4 separate regions of the Mus musculus genome follow, and regions 2, 3 and 4 are each linked to region 1. A link is a contact called in public ChIA-PET and promoter capture Hi-C data. All regions are on one chromosome and are shown on one strand. Each heading gives the region's core, a stretch centred on a gene start, on an enhancer-like site or on the middle of the called end of the contact. The rest is flanking DNA. Distances are from core to core; before and after follow the strand shown. Region 1 overlaps Sag (S-antigen, retina and pineal gland (arrestin)). Region 2 overlaps Gigyf2 (GRB10 interacting GYF protein 2). Region 3 overlaps Gigyf2 (GRB10 interacting GYF protein 2). Region 4 holds the start of Ugt1a7c (UDP glucuronosyltransferase 1 family, polypeptide A7C).

Region 1 (3,391 bases), core at 229-2,728:
CTCTCTCTCTCTCTCTCTCTCTCTCTCTCTCTCTCTCTCTCTCCTCTAGCAGAAGAGGGCCTTTGGGCTAGGCTGTACTGTAGTAGAACCTGCGGAAGCCAGGCCCACAGCTGTGTTCAGGGCCATTAGGATCTCATACTGCATGGTCAGCAGCAGCTTACAACGGATGTTTGACCCGGTTTGAGGAACCCTGCCCACCAGAGCCCTGGTTGCTGGATGTGTCTGGAACAGTGCTGGGCTCTTGCAGCCTTCTGAGTGGCTTCTACATTGAGACCAATGTGATTTAGTCGTAATGGGATGGTTTTGAGAAGGGCCTTGGAGATGAGAGAAAACAACTCAGGATGTGTCTGTGAGAACATTTCCAGAGAAGATTAGCCCAGAGGGAAGGCTGCCCTGGATACAAGAGCCACCATTGCAGAGGCTAGAAACCTGGCTGTCATCAAAGGGGGAGCAGGGGTATCCTGCTAATGCCTGCATTCCTTGTTTCCTGAGCTGTTCTGCTCTGCCACGCCCACCCTGCTGTGATCAATAGAAACTGTGAATGGAAACAGATATTTCTGTGACAGTTTGTTTTCTCAGATACGTGCCTGTGCCTAAACAATGAAAAAGCTAACATGATATGGCCCCATTTCTAGACTGCTCTGCCCACCCCCGACCCCCGGGAAATCCTAGAATGGTGTCCATTCTCCCGAGGATCATTTGGTCCAAAAAGCACACAGAGTTTTGAATGAGAAACAGGAAATGGTATAGAGATACACACACACACACACACACACACACACACACACACACACACACACACACATCTGGTGTAATCTTCCTGCAAATTCTGCTACAGTAAAGGCTATCATTCTAGCCCGAGGGCCCCCTTCCATGACAGTCAAGCTGGGGGGGAGACAGACAGACAGACAGAGAGAATGAAACATGCATGCAGACACACACACACACACGTGTGTGTGTGTGTGTGTGTGTGTATATATATATATATATATATATATGTATATATAGATATATGCATATATAGATATACGCATATATATATATAGATAGATATAGATATATATATATACACACACATACATATCATAGCCCTAGCCTGGGCTAATAGCTCATTTAGTCATCTTCTGGGGGCAGGACGAGCATCTCATTCCTGTCAACACATTCCAAGGATACACAGAGCCCTTCTTGTTCCCATAGTGACCTTACTCTCTAGATTTCTCTCCTCCGGTCCCTTGTTTATAAAGACTGTTCTCCCAGCCTAAGAGATGGACCCAGAGGCAAAATAAACACATAGCCTAGCCTGCCTTGCTTCATAGCTCTTGATGGGAGAAAGGGGGAAGAAAGCAAAGGCTTTCTTTTCAGAAAAGGCAAAGTTCCCTCTTCAGAAGAGGAAGCTGACAAAGCGGGCTGCCGCCCAGGAAGTGGAAAGACACCTGCTACTTACTGTGTTTCCTCCGAGGCTACAGGCTTGACGTAATAGTCACTTGAGTAGAGAACCACATTGGCTATCTGTTCCACTGCAAAGGGAAGACAGGAGGGGGTGGTCAGGGCAGCCCCTCGTGCCTTCAAGGAGACACACAGGACCATTTGACTCTGGCTTTCTCAGCCCTCGGCTTCAAGCTGCAATTTTTCAAGGTCTGGTTGCAGGCCATTTCTGTATACCAGTGACTCACTCTGCGTTACCAAAACACCGGGCTCTGAGATTCGGCTCCAGGAAGCACCCTTCTCTCCTCCAAACCCATAATCTCTTAAAATCAAGCTTGAGGATTAAGAGAAACAATTTCAAGTTCCCATCACAGTACCCAACTTATAGAAAACTACTAATGTTTTGTTTCAGAAAATTTCACCGTTTCAAGGTCATTGGTATTATTTTCCAATATATTTTGAGAAATATTTTTTTTTTATTTTGAAAAAGGCTTTCCTGTGTAACCCAAGCTGGCCTAGAACTCACAACTCTGCCTCAGGCTCCCAAGTGCTAGGTTACAAGTATGCACCAACACACTTTGCTGAGAAGTAAATTGTTTTTAAATTTTATTTATTTATTTTATGTATATGAGTACACTGTAGTTGTACAGATGGTTGTGAGCCATCATGTGGTTGCTGGGAATTGAATTCAGGACCTCTGCTCACTCTGGCCCCACTCATTCCAGCCCAAAGATTTATTTATTACTATAAATAAGTACACTGTAGCTGTCTTCAGAAATACCAGAAGAGGGCATCTGGTCTCATTAGAAATGGTTATGAGTCACCATGTGGTTGCTGGTATTTGAACTCAGGATCTCTAGAAGAGTAGCCAGTGCTCTTAACCACTGAGCCATCTCTCCAGCCCCGAGAAGTAATTTCAAATACAAGTATGCAATGATACATGATCAATTTTGCAGCTGTTTCTGAAAGTTTGCTTCTGTTCTTTCAAAATTGAAATTACAACCCCAGGGTGACATTATTTTTAAAATTTGCATCACTGGAGGAGGCCACGAACATGTCAAGGACTTGTTGGGAGGTCAGAGGACAACTTGTGGGAAAGTCATTCTCTCCTTCCCCTACATGAGTTCCAGAGATCAAAGTCATGGCACCAGGCTGGGAAGCTGGCATTTTTGCCAGCTCATCCCAGTAGCCCAAGTGAGCATTCACTGTGAAGAGAAGGGCTTTCTGGGAAGTGATGGAGTTGTGGGGACAGCACACTCATGAGTGGATTCCGTGGCCTTAACAAGGAGGTTCCAGGAGCTTGTTGGATGAGCTGCTTGTCAGATGAATCTGCCAATGCCCTGATCCTGAACTTTCCTGTGTGCTGTCAGCTGGCCATAGCGGCACACACCTGCAACTCACTACTAGGGAGGCAGCAGTAGGAGGAGCACACGTTTGAGGCCCACATCTCAGTGTGTGTGAGCCACCTAGTTTATGGTGTTTTTGCCATAGCAGCCTGAAGGGGCAGATAGACTCTACTACACCAATCAAGGAAGCCATTGGCACTGCATACAATATGCTGAATAACTCAGGCCCATAGAGAATTAAACCAACATAAAACAAGGCTGGATTAATATTCATAATCACAAAAAGGAAAAAAAACCATAGATTCTCTAATATACATGCACACAATTCCTGACTTTCATCTTCAGTGGACGTGCAGGGAAAGTGGAACGTATGTCTGACACTGCTATAGCTGAATAATACACAGAGGTTTAATTAGCCCCTGGCTCTGGAAGCTGGAACTCCCAAGTGGTGTTGGCCTCTGATAAGGGCCTTCCTGTTTGATCATAATAGCCAAGGACCTCAAATGGCAGAGACATTTAATGGCTAATTTAAGTCTCTTTACTTCATGTCATTATAGTGTCATTATAGGCCCTTCCTCAGAACCCCATCTGACCTTAGCTACTTCCCAAAGTTTTACCTG
Region 2 (3,391 bases), core at 511-3,010, 450 kb after region 1:
AAAAACACCTTAAAAACAACATAGATTTCCTATCATGATACTCCTTTCCTGCAGTCCCTTTAGCAGCAGATCTGCCAGTTAGTATTTAGAAAATATAGGAAAGCAATGATGAGAACAAAAATTCCACCTGGCCACCTACCAAACCTTAGCTCCCAATGACTAGAATATTATTATTTTACCTGGAAACATTACAGACCATGTTATATATACTACCTTGGCAATATTTTCCCACATTTGTGGTTCTGAGTACTAAACCTCAGGGTGCTGAGCAAGACAGCCACCACTGTTACAACCTTAACCCTTCTACCCTTATTTTGAGATCAAGGCTCATCCTTAACTGTAAGAATTATATATTATGTTTTATTGTACAGAAATTTCAGGAAAAGCAGAAAAGGGATAAGTTCTGTGTTTTCAAAATGTTCTTTCTTGAGGGAAGGCCAGGGGCTAGAGAGGAGACAACACTCCCACCCAACTTCTGTGATTCTCTAGGTCACACCATGCAGCCCATTTTGGTCTGGAACTCATGATTCTTCTGTCTTGGCCTCCCAAGTGTTAGGATCACAGGAACACGCAACCCTGTACCACTCATGAAAGGAACGCGGTGTGCTTTGTTTTGTTTGGAGTACTGAGGGCTGAACCTCCCTAGAGAGCTACCAATGGGTTAGAATCCTAGCCATTTTTTTCCATTTTTATTTTGAGTTCAGAAGTTTGCTAAATTGTGCAGGATAGCCAGTACTCCAGAATCTCCTTCCTCAGCCTGTCAAATAACTGGCACACAGGCAAGTCCTATAGAATACCACTAGGGTGAGTTTTATAGACCAGCAAATGCTTAATTACATTACAATCTCAACACTTTAGTTACCTTTCTTCCCAGCTCTGTGATCTATGCATTTCCCTGCCACCTCCTCGCCCAAACACACCCTCTACTTCATCAAAACTTCTTTGGTAGAAACCACATTCACCTCTACCTCTGCCTGAAAATAAGAAAACAGGGGGAGGGGAAATAGTTAGAAACCAACATCCAACAAGTATGTTCAACACTGAAGGTTAATCTCTATGAAGTTCTATCTCTCTGTACACTTCAAGACGGCCACATTTAAGTATTTAGCAAGACATAATGGCTCTGATAGAACTGAACTGGGGTATGAAAAAAATAAACCAACCACTCGTGAAGGAATCCCAGTCCTGAACAATACACAGCACCAACAGGAAACTCATCAGTGACGAGGTCCACAGTGGCGTCTACCAAGGCTAGTACACCATTATAAATTGAATGTTTTCATGGATTGTTTTCAATAACTACTGGGGAAATCTTACTATGGGGAACTTCTAGAGAGAAACTCTAGTAGGAAGTGTCAATCACGATAAAATTCCTTTATCCAATTCCAGAAAAAAGATAGCAGAAGTGAACTGAACAACTGTAGGACTGCGAACTATATTCTTACAGGATAAAAAGAATCCTTCACTGAGGTAAGGAAAATTAGCAACACTAAAGTCATTCCGCAGAGTAGTTGGAGTATAGGGACTTAAAAGCTTTGCAAATCAAATGTTAGCAGGCTTCTAATGAAGGCCATCTGGTTAACTATCAACCTGTGACTCTGCTCAGAATCTATCCCAGTAGAAACATTTTTACAGAGTCAAGTGGGGTGGAACATGCCTATAATCTCAGCATTTGGGGCTGAAACAGAGAACTGACAGCTCAAAGCCAGCTTGTGTTACATCAAGAATGACTCAAAAAGCCTAAGAAAGATGAAAAGGACCGAAAGGGAAAGAAGAAAAAAAGAACAAAAGGGAAGGAGAGGGAGGCACTCACAAGTATGTAAACCATCATGCAATGCATACAGTTTCAACCAGTGATAAGACTTACTATAACCACTCACTGTTCAACCACATTATAATGGAGTTGAAAACTCTGAAGTAACTAGAGACTTATTTGTGATGGTGCTGGTCTAAAGAAATCTACTGAACTGCCAGTCACTTAAAAACATGGCATATTTGCCAGCATGTAGTACACAGTATGTGATTGTGACAATGAAAAGTTATTTATTTGAGGATATATTATATTTTCAAGTGTACTTATTTTAAATTTACTATAAAACAATATCCCATTTATACCACAAGCAACAGCATATATCTTGTAATCATTGTCTTTTAACTGTATCTGGAGGCCAAACCAAGTAAATAACCTAAACCATATAAGCCTGTGTAAATTATAATGTTCATATATCAATGAAAATAAAATAACCTAATGAGGCTCGCGTCTTGTTAAATAAGGCATGACACATATTTGTATGAAAACGAACACTTGAATTTCAAAACACTAGAAACAACCTAATAATAGTTGGCTAAATAAATTCTGATGAAACATCCCAGAACAATACAAATCCACATAACTAAGGCACTAATGTTAACTCAGACCTGTGCTACTGAATGACAAAAGCATACTCAAGTGGGGGGGGGGGGTGATATTGTGATGTTGTCCATACTGCTGCACAGCTAAGAGTGACTGAGACACATGCAGATATGTATGTAGCACGCACTTTCAGCTTTGGACATTCTGTAGTTTACTCAATGAACATGTGAACAGTACTGACACAAATGAAGAAACTAGAGGAGGCATGGGAGTTTGGGGTGCATTTATAACAAAAAATACCTTAGCAGCTATCCCAAACTTAACTTCTCCCATAGATCAAAATGATCAGAAGAAAATGATAAAGCTTTATTTTGTGTATGGTGCTAGGTACCAAACAGAGCACAATGCAAATGCTAGGCAAAAGCTCTACCACAAAAAATACACCTCTAACCCGAAAATAATATATTCTGAATGAAACATCCAATGAAGCAAGTGAATTCAAGTACCCATGCACTTCATCATAACCTATCAGGAACTGACTCAGATTACAGGAATACTTCCATGACTCTTACAAAATACTGAAAAAAATTATATAATATATATTAGGATATTCTCTTGACTAGACTAGTATCCACTTTGTCTATAAAATAAAAGTGAAAACTACAGTTTAACTCTAACAATCACAAAGTTATCTTCCAGGTTCATTACTTTTAAGTCAACCTAAAGTCAACTTACAGTTTAAGTAGCTTTCTCCCTCTGCCCTACATTCAGAATATGTATACATTTTATTTAAAATCCTAAAATAATTTAATAGTAACTACTCTAACGCGAAAATATTCCTCCACAACAGTGACTTTAGGATAAGGAACAAATCCTCTCCTTTTTCAAGATTAATTTTGTCCAGACTAGATAGATGGTCCAGCAGTTAACTGAATGGACTGAGTTTGGCACCCAGTATCCACACCACGTGGCTACAACTGTTTAATTCCAACTACAGAGGATCCAGTACCTTCTTCTGGTCTCTTACACCACCTGAAC
Region 3 (3,391 bases), core at 519-3,018, 410 kb after region 1:
GTGAAAGTTGCAAACAGAAAATGTCTTTAGGTTTACAGATGCAACTGCTCAGTTCTTCCCCTGTAATTTAACAGCAGTCACAGACAGCTAAGTCATATGATCCAATAATGTTTTGCTTAAAACAGGCAGCAGGCTACCAACACTTGACAGTGTCAATCCATCTACCTGCACAAATAATACTTCTTTTTCATGAGCCTAGTGCTCAGGAGACTAAGGCTGCAGAACATGAATTTTACGGCAGTCGGGGCTATACGGTTAAATATCTCAACACACACACACACACACACACACACACACGTAAGATAACAACCTTAGTGAGCTGGTCGTTGTTCTACACCATTCCTAACAACAAACTCTTTAACTTCTTCCTACCTTCTCCTCTGTTTTTTCTCTGTGCCCCTCAAAAAGTACTTAGTCAATAAAATGATTGTCTGGCTCTTTCTTCAGCAACTAAAGACCCTGAAAACCTAATTAGATGCCATTCTCTGGAATCTAGAATTAAAAGGCAAGCTACAATGAGATGGACAGTGGCACACACGTCACTAGTAGGCTACTCAAGAATCACAGAAGCCTTGAGTTCTCACTCTAACAGGTGAGACTTGAAGCAGATTCTATGTCAGGTTCTTTTGATGCTGCAGTGCATCCTACTGCATCACTCTCTTACTGGATTAAGAACTGCTGGTACTGGAGGTGCTGCATCTGGTATAAGGCAGTGAGTTCCTGCTGTCTGGTCAGGCGTTCCTGGTCCAATTCTCCCTGAGGGAAAAGAGGTACAAGAAGAAGCACCATGAGATAGACAGCAATGAGCATACATAGCATCGAGTATACACACCTACACACATGCACACGCACACACATAGCACACCACACGCAAGACCTTTGCTTCCTACTCCAAACTTGTGCCCTTCAAACCCTTAACTAAAAACCCCATTACCTTAAAAAACCAAGCAATGCCACCTAGTGGTATGAGGTGGCATTACCAACATAAGTCACAAGCAGTCCTTACTCAGCACTGTCATCCACTACTTCAAACTGAAAGCTGAACTGTGATCTACCAATCTGTTACTGTAATTGAGAAATTACCCAGCACTCTAAATCTTGGTGGCTTGTTTTAAAGATCACATAAAAATCACAGAAACAGGACAACATGAAAAAGAGTAAAGTGACCTAACAGCTGATAGGATGAGAACTCCTCCCTCAAATTAGGGATTTCTAACGCTAGTTATACACTGGAAGGTGGAAACACAGGCTAATAGTATTTTCATTGTATTTCAAAATAATTCAAAGAAGATGGCTGAAATTTTAGTTTTGTAAAGTTAAAATAGAGGCAAAGAAAATATAAGGTTTATAGTAATAAAAATAAAAACCTAAGATAACAGACTAACCCCTAGGCAAACCATATATGAACTTGTATTTTTCTGGCTTACTGATTATAGCTTGGAATAAAGCATCTGACATACAATGGGTTAGGGCAGGAAGAATCCTAAATTCAGAGATATCAGGAGTAAGGTCTAGTCAACACTTCACACGAGTAGCTGGGTTTTAAGAGTTCTGCTTGTGAAAGTCAGCTCTCTTATCAGTGCTTTGAGGAAGGAGGTAGCAGGTAACAAGCAACCTGAGCTTCCCAAAAGTTTCCCCTTGAAGGGTACAGACCGAGGCTTAGGTACAGCTTCAACTAAAGAGATGCAGACTGTGACTGGAGAAAACAAGGGGTGAGAACATGCCAAAAACCAAGCGAGCAGCTTTTAGCTCCTGACACATCAAAGTCACATTTCAACTTTAAGACAGGAAATAAGGCTCAAACTTGTCAGGTAAATTCAAGTAATGATTCACTATAATTGTTCTTGTGATTGAAAAGAAACAATTCTCAAAAATAATGTATGAATCATGGAAGAGAAAGTATGATGGCCAGCAAGCCAGTGAGTCTCATCCTTTAATAACAGAGGATACAGCACATTCACTGCCACCTATCAAACAATTACCGTGAAAATAACACTGGTAGCCTCAGTATAGCTGTGTAAGTCAACATCAGGTTACTGCAGAAATCCAGTATTCATGGTAAATTAAATAGTATCACTTTTATCAATGGACAACCACTACTTGCTTCAATTTAATAAAAACATAGACAGACACACACATAGCAACCTCTACTAGCAACTCAACTGAGAAAGGCCAGCCTCAAGAGAAAATTTTCCCAGCCAAAGGATTAGGCCTTCAAAATATCCTAACACAGTAAGTGGCACTTATATTTGGATAAGCCTCAAGTTCAAGAAATTTTATGAGCCAGAAAATAAGAAGGAGATAGAGGTGAGAGGAAAAGTGTACATTCTAAGTAAAAGTAATAAGAACTTTTCAGAGGCCAGCCATTTTGAAACACAGAAGATAAAAGCTTTGACATGAGCTATGAAAGGGAGAGAGTCAGACCATAAAGGACCTACAGGTTAGGTCAGGATAAGATATTGGTCTCATTCTTTATTGGTTAGAAAACCACCGACAGATTTTATACAGTATATATAGATGAATGCACAGTAAGTTCTGAAAAGGTCATTAGTGTTCAGTATACAATTCTCCCATTCAAAAATGCCCATTATCATTTCAATTTACTTCTATGAAACTACCAGGTTGGGTATGGTAGTTCATGCCTATGATCCCAGCAACTTAGGTAGGAGCAAGAGAACCACCACAAGTTTGAGGTCAACCTGGTCTGCAGAGCAAGTTCCAGGCCAAAACCCTGTATCAAAGAAAAAGAAAGAGAAACTACCATTCTTTCTTCCTTCACTGCAACCCTGGTTGTCATTCAAAGAGAAACAAGTACTCCTGTGTCTACTGTGAATCTCAGGCAAGTGGGAAGATACTCACCATATGAGGAGGGGGAGCTGGGCCTGGAGAGAAAGGAACCCTTCCCCACATTTTCATGATATCACCAAGGGGCTGGAAGCTTTCATCACATGCTCTCTTCACCAGCAAAGACATAGTAAAATAGCCCGCCTGAAACCACTCGGCCATCTCCTGATTGTTAAAGGGACCTAAACACAAGGGGAGTGAGAATGCTGTCAGGCTCAAAAATAAGTATATTCCCTGAGTCTCATGTTCATTCAAAATTTTATAGAATACCAGCTTACCTCAAAAAGTAACAAATAAGATTTTTTAAAATTAGATACAAAGGGAATTAAATTTTGAAATGCACAATGTTGTGTCCCCAAGCTGGGAGTTTAAGCCAGGACATTACTCATTTTCAGCAAGTACCCTGCTGCTGAGTCTCACCCCCGAGCAAGCTCCAGCCTGACGCGTCTCAAATTTGTCACCAATGCTTTAATGACTATACGCAGAATAACCGTCTCGCCCTCTGCAACAACTCACATCAGGAGCGTAAAATACACTGACGAGCTGA
Region 4 (3,391 bases), core at 557-3,056, 270 kb before region 1:
TTCAGATATTTGAGATTTAGAGAAAGCCAATCATGGTGAAATCTAAAATATTTTAAGAAAAATTTACCATTCACAGCAAAAGGGAAAATTAACTAATTTAGACTCCTACAAATAAAAACCATGCAGATCAAAAGAAAACAGCCAGAAAAGAATCAACAAGGAACAAACAAACAAAAAGCCCTAAAAATCATGCAGCACATACATGAAAGTCTGAGTGTTACTATCCCCAAATGAGACAGAGTCGTTGCTAACTTTGGTTAAAGATGTGAGTGAAATTTCCCATGGAGGAAATGCAAATGGCCCAGCTGGCTAAGGAAACAGATGTCAGAGACTGAAGCAGCTCCACAGAAAGAGGGAGAGGACAGGAATAAGCTAAGTGACCCTTCATTTCTTACTGTGTCTCTTACTCTTTTGTCAAAAGCAATGCAGGCTGGTGATTATAAATGAGATTATAAATGGTGGCGCATGCCTTTAATCCCAGCACACGGGATAAAAGCACAGAGGCAGGCGAATTTCTGAGTTGGAGGCCAGCCTGGTCTACAAAGTGAGCTCCAGGACAGCCAGGGCTATACAGAGAAACCCTGTCTCTAAAAACCAAAAAAAATAAAAAAATAAATAAATAAATAAATAAATAAGAATGTCAACGGTACACACATCCATAAGCAAGATTTATCAGCTGTACAAACGCACAGTTAAGTGTGAATGGTTAAAAGTAATCCATCAAAAGAACTGAAAAAGAAGAACATACATGCCAAACCACAGTCCAGCAAGGAATAACTTCATCATCCAAAGTCTACCTCATCATGTGCTAAAGGGAAGATGGTGTACCTTGGAAAGTGGCTTTCCCTGGTGGCAGTTGATTCCACCAATGTAGATCACATTGGGCATCACAGGTCTGGGGAACTCCAAGACAAAGTCTGTGCGTAACAACCAAATGGACACTGGGCTGAAGAGGTCTGTCATAGTCACTGGGGTCTGGAGAACTTCAGAGGCAATATCTGCAGCACTTTTGAAAAACTTATGACAAAATGCACGCTCCCCCATGTAGGCCAAAAGGTTCCGAGTTCTTTCCTTGAAAGTCATGGTGTCTGTGAATTTTAAGAGCATTCTGGGGATATAAGAAGGAGGACTGGGGCACTGGGCAGCATCTTCAAGATAATGACAAAATATTCCTCTGCTGAAGACCACGGATGGGAGAGAAAAGTACTTGGCTACAGTTAAGCCGCACACATCGAAAGGATCCAGAAACACAGCATCAAAAGAAGTCTGCTTCAAGTATTCCACTAACTTCTTGTCGTTAAACAAACTCCTACAGTGTGAAAACAGTAATTCGAAGAAACCTTTGGCTGGAGAATCAAGCAGAGGAAGTATTCCTCCCTCCTGCTGACTTTTCCATTGTGCATCAATAAAAATCTTGAACTCCCGGTTTAAATCCTCCTGCGTATGAGAAACTGCATATGTTTTCACTACAAAATTCAATGGTTTCGTCAGCTGCCAACTCACCTCCGGAACAACCACTACGACCTCATGGCCTTTGTGAAGGAGTTTCTCCACAACCGTCTGCATCGTAAACCAGTGGCTCCCATCCATGGGCACCACCAGCAGCCTGCCTGCCTGGGCCAAGCCAGAGGCCAGCAGCAGGCACACACAGAGAGGAAGGGAGGCTGGAAAGTCTGCAGGAGCCATGGCAGAAGTGCAGCCTAAGGCAATCCAGCTGCTGAGACTCAGCACTGAAGAGGAAGTGTGAGCCAGAGAGAAATCTACGCAGGAGGGTGTGTGCTCACAGCCGTTTAGGAGAATGATTTACTGAGGAGAACAGTAAAAAATGAGCAAGCATGATTAAGGAACATGCTTGTTTCCTGAGGAGAAGACCTTCTGACCCTTTTTGGGGGGTAGAATCACACAATGTGAGCTTAGAAATAGTTATGAGGAAATACACTAAACCCTAAGGAGTCCAAATGCTTATACAAAAGGAAGCAAGTTTCAAAGCAGCTTACATTTCTAGGATTGATCTCAAAGCAAAATCTGAACACATTTTTAGGTGACCTGACTGACTCTGTTTCAAAGAGATATTCTGCCTCTGCTTCCAAGGCAAAAGGGGAAGTTCTAGAGCCTGTCCTCCCAAGAGACAGAGAATCAACTCTGCCAGAGAGCAGGGCTGCTGTCTCTGTGCACACAGTGGGATTCTTGTTCCATTTTCAAACACTTTCATGTGCCTTGCTGACGCTAGGCTGACAACCATCTTCACAGACCAATCCAGGGACGGGAAGGAAGGTGACATCAACCTCCTTACAAAATCCCCTCTGAGTCACTGGAAGCCATAGGCAGACATTCTCTATGAAGAAGCAGAGAGAGCTCTCCGGTGATGCCCCTCAGTAGCCCAGGGACCTTCTCCACAGAGCAATGGCTCTGTCTCCCATGGCACTGCAGCATCTGCAGGGTTGCTTCCACCTTGTGGCTACTTTGAACAGTGCTGCCATCAGCACCACATGCTGGGTCCTCTCAGGAATTGATCTCAAGTCCTTCAACTGGGATTAAGGCTGCTAGCTCAGGAGGAAGTTCTGGTGCTCACTGCTAAGAAACTATTAGACACCTCTACACGGGGCGGTAGCATTTTAATTTCCCTCCAGGCCTCCATTACTGCCTGGCCTCCACATCCTCTCTGAAGCTATTTTTACTTCTGTTTAGTGTACTCTTCCTGGTGCTGGGCACGACATCTTGTGGGTTCTGCTTGCATTTTGTAACCACCCCCATCTCCTGCCTGATTTTGCCAGGACAGGAGAACAACACTTGAATTTGAAAGTCCTGACACTGGAGTTGCTAATATTCAGAAATACCACTGTCTCCCTTTCCCATCAATTGGTTGGAAATCTCTCATTCACCAAATACACAAGAATGTGAGACAAATACTCACCTACAACAAAGCCTTTGACTCTCAGCACAGCATGGTTCAGAAGAGTTGCTCTAAGTAGACAGAAGACCCTTGAGCTGCATAGACACTGGGTCTGGTTAACTTCACTATGTGATGTTTTGATTTATCTGCAAGGTTTTGGTTTTTGTTTTGAATTTTGGTTTTGGGGTTTTTTATTTGTTGTTTGTTTGTTTGTTTTGTTTTGTTTTGTTTTGTTTTGCTTTGCTTTGCTTGTTTGGGACAGGGTTTCTCTGTATAGCCCTGGCTACCGTGGAACTCCCTCTGTAGACCAGGCTGATGTTGAACTCAGATATCCAGCACACTCAGCCTCATGAGTGCCGGGATGAAAAGCATGCACCACCAGTCACCCTTGGCATATTTACATGGATTTTAAATTAATAACATTTATTTAAAATTTTCAAAGTTGGGTATATCACAGAGTATTTTGTAGATTTTTAGGTATTATTTATTTATGTGTGT

The links. Promoter capture Hi-C pulls out the DNA fragments that hold promoters and counts their contacts. ChIA-PET counts read pairs in DNA pulled down with a chosen protein or histone mark.
Region 2: a contact with region 1 is called in an RNA polymerase II ChIA-PET map of memory CD8 T cells, with 36 read pairs. The contact joins two enhancer-like sites. A contact is called at or near these places in 2 of 115 datasets of contacts at active chromatin or transcription factors (embryonic stem cells and memory CD8 T cells) and 1 of 9 other capture datasets (liver).
Region 3: an RNA polymerase II ChIA-PET map of memory CD8 T cells shows a contact between it and region 1, with 27 read pairs. The contact joins two enhancer-like sites. A contact is called at or near these places in 3 of 115 datasets of contacts at active chromatin or transcription factors (large pre-B cells, memory CD8 T cells and microglia) and 1 of 9 other capture datasets (adipose tissue).
Region 4: a contact with region 1 is called in a promoter capture Hi-C map of erythroid cells, with 4 times the contacts expected there. The contact joins the promoter of Ugt1a7c here to the enhancer-like site in region 1. A contact is called at or near these places in 6 of 39 promoter capture datasets (the C10 cell line, embryonic stem cells, erythroid cells and 3 more) and 4 of 9 other capture datasets (adipose tissue, liver, macrophages and 1 more).

Annotation. Positions count from the first base shown.
Region 1 is chr1:87,826,523-87,829,913 of GRCm38.p6, reverse strand. It overlaps Sag (S-antigen, retina and pineal gland (arrestin)), which reads right to left. Exons shown (of 16, transcript NM_009118.2): 10 at 1,445-1,517. Among named protein-coding and RNA genes, the nearest start is that of Sag, 25 kb to the right of the region's middle. Within about 2 kb of position 1,478, at least 155 of the 459 cell types and tissues checked have an H3K27ac peak or open chromatin away from gene starts, as enhancers often do. A contact at or near this core is called in adipose tissue, erythroid cells, hematopoietic stem and progenitor cells and 2 more, where this site is marked.
Region 2 is chr1:87,376,555-87,379,945 of GRCm38.p6, reverse strand. It overlaps Gigyf2 (GRB10 interacting GYF protein 2), which reads right to left. Exons shown (of 29, transcript NM_146112.4): 7 at 863-974. Among named protein-coding and RNA genes, the nearest start is that of Kcnj13, 16 kb to the left of the region's middle. Within about 2 kb of position 1,760, at least 15 of the 459 cell types and tissues checked have an H3K27ac peak or open chromatin away from gene starts, as enhancers often do. A contact at or near this core is called in memory CD8 T cells, where this site is marked.
Region 3 is chr1:87,416,453-87,419,843 of GRCm38.p6, reverse strand. It overlaps Gigyf2 (GRB10 interacting GYF protein 2), which reads right to left. Exons shown (of 29, transcript NM_146112.4): 15 at 2,860-3,026; 16 at 665-756. Among named protein-coding and RNA genes, the nearest start is that of Kcnj13, 23 kb to the right of the region's middle. Within about 2 kb of position 1,768, at least 7 of the 459 cell types and tissues checked have an H3K27ac peak or open chromatin away from gene starts, as enhancers often do. A contact at or near this core is called in memory CD8 T cells, where this site is marked.
Region 4 is chr1:88,093,416-88,096,806 of GRCm38.p6, reverse strand. Ugt1a7c (UDP glucuronosyltransferase 1 family, polypeptide A7C) reads right to left here and starts at 1,806. Exons shown (of 5, transcript NM_201642.4): 1 at 829-1,806. The coding sequence starts at 1,686. All of the region lies in intron 1 of Ugt1a10 (UDP glycosyltransferase 1 family, polypeptide A10), which reads right to left. All of the region lies in intron 1 of Ugt1a9 (UDP glucuronosyltransferase 1 family, polypeptide A9), which reads right to left. All of the region lies in intron 1 of Ugt1a8 (UDP glucuronosyltransferase 1 family, polypeptide A8), which reads right to left.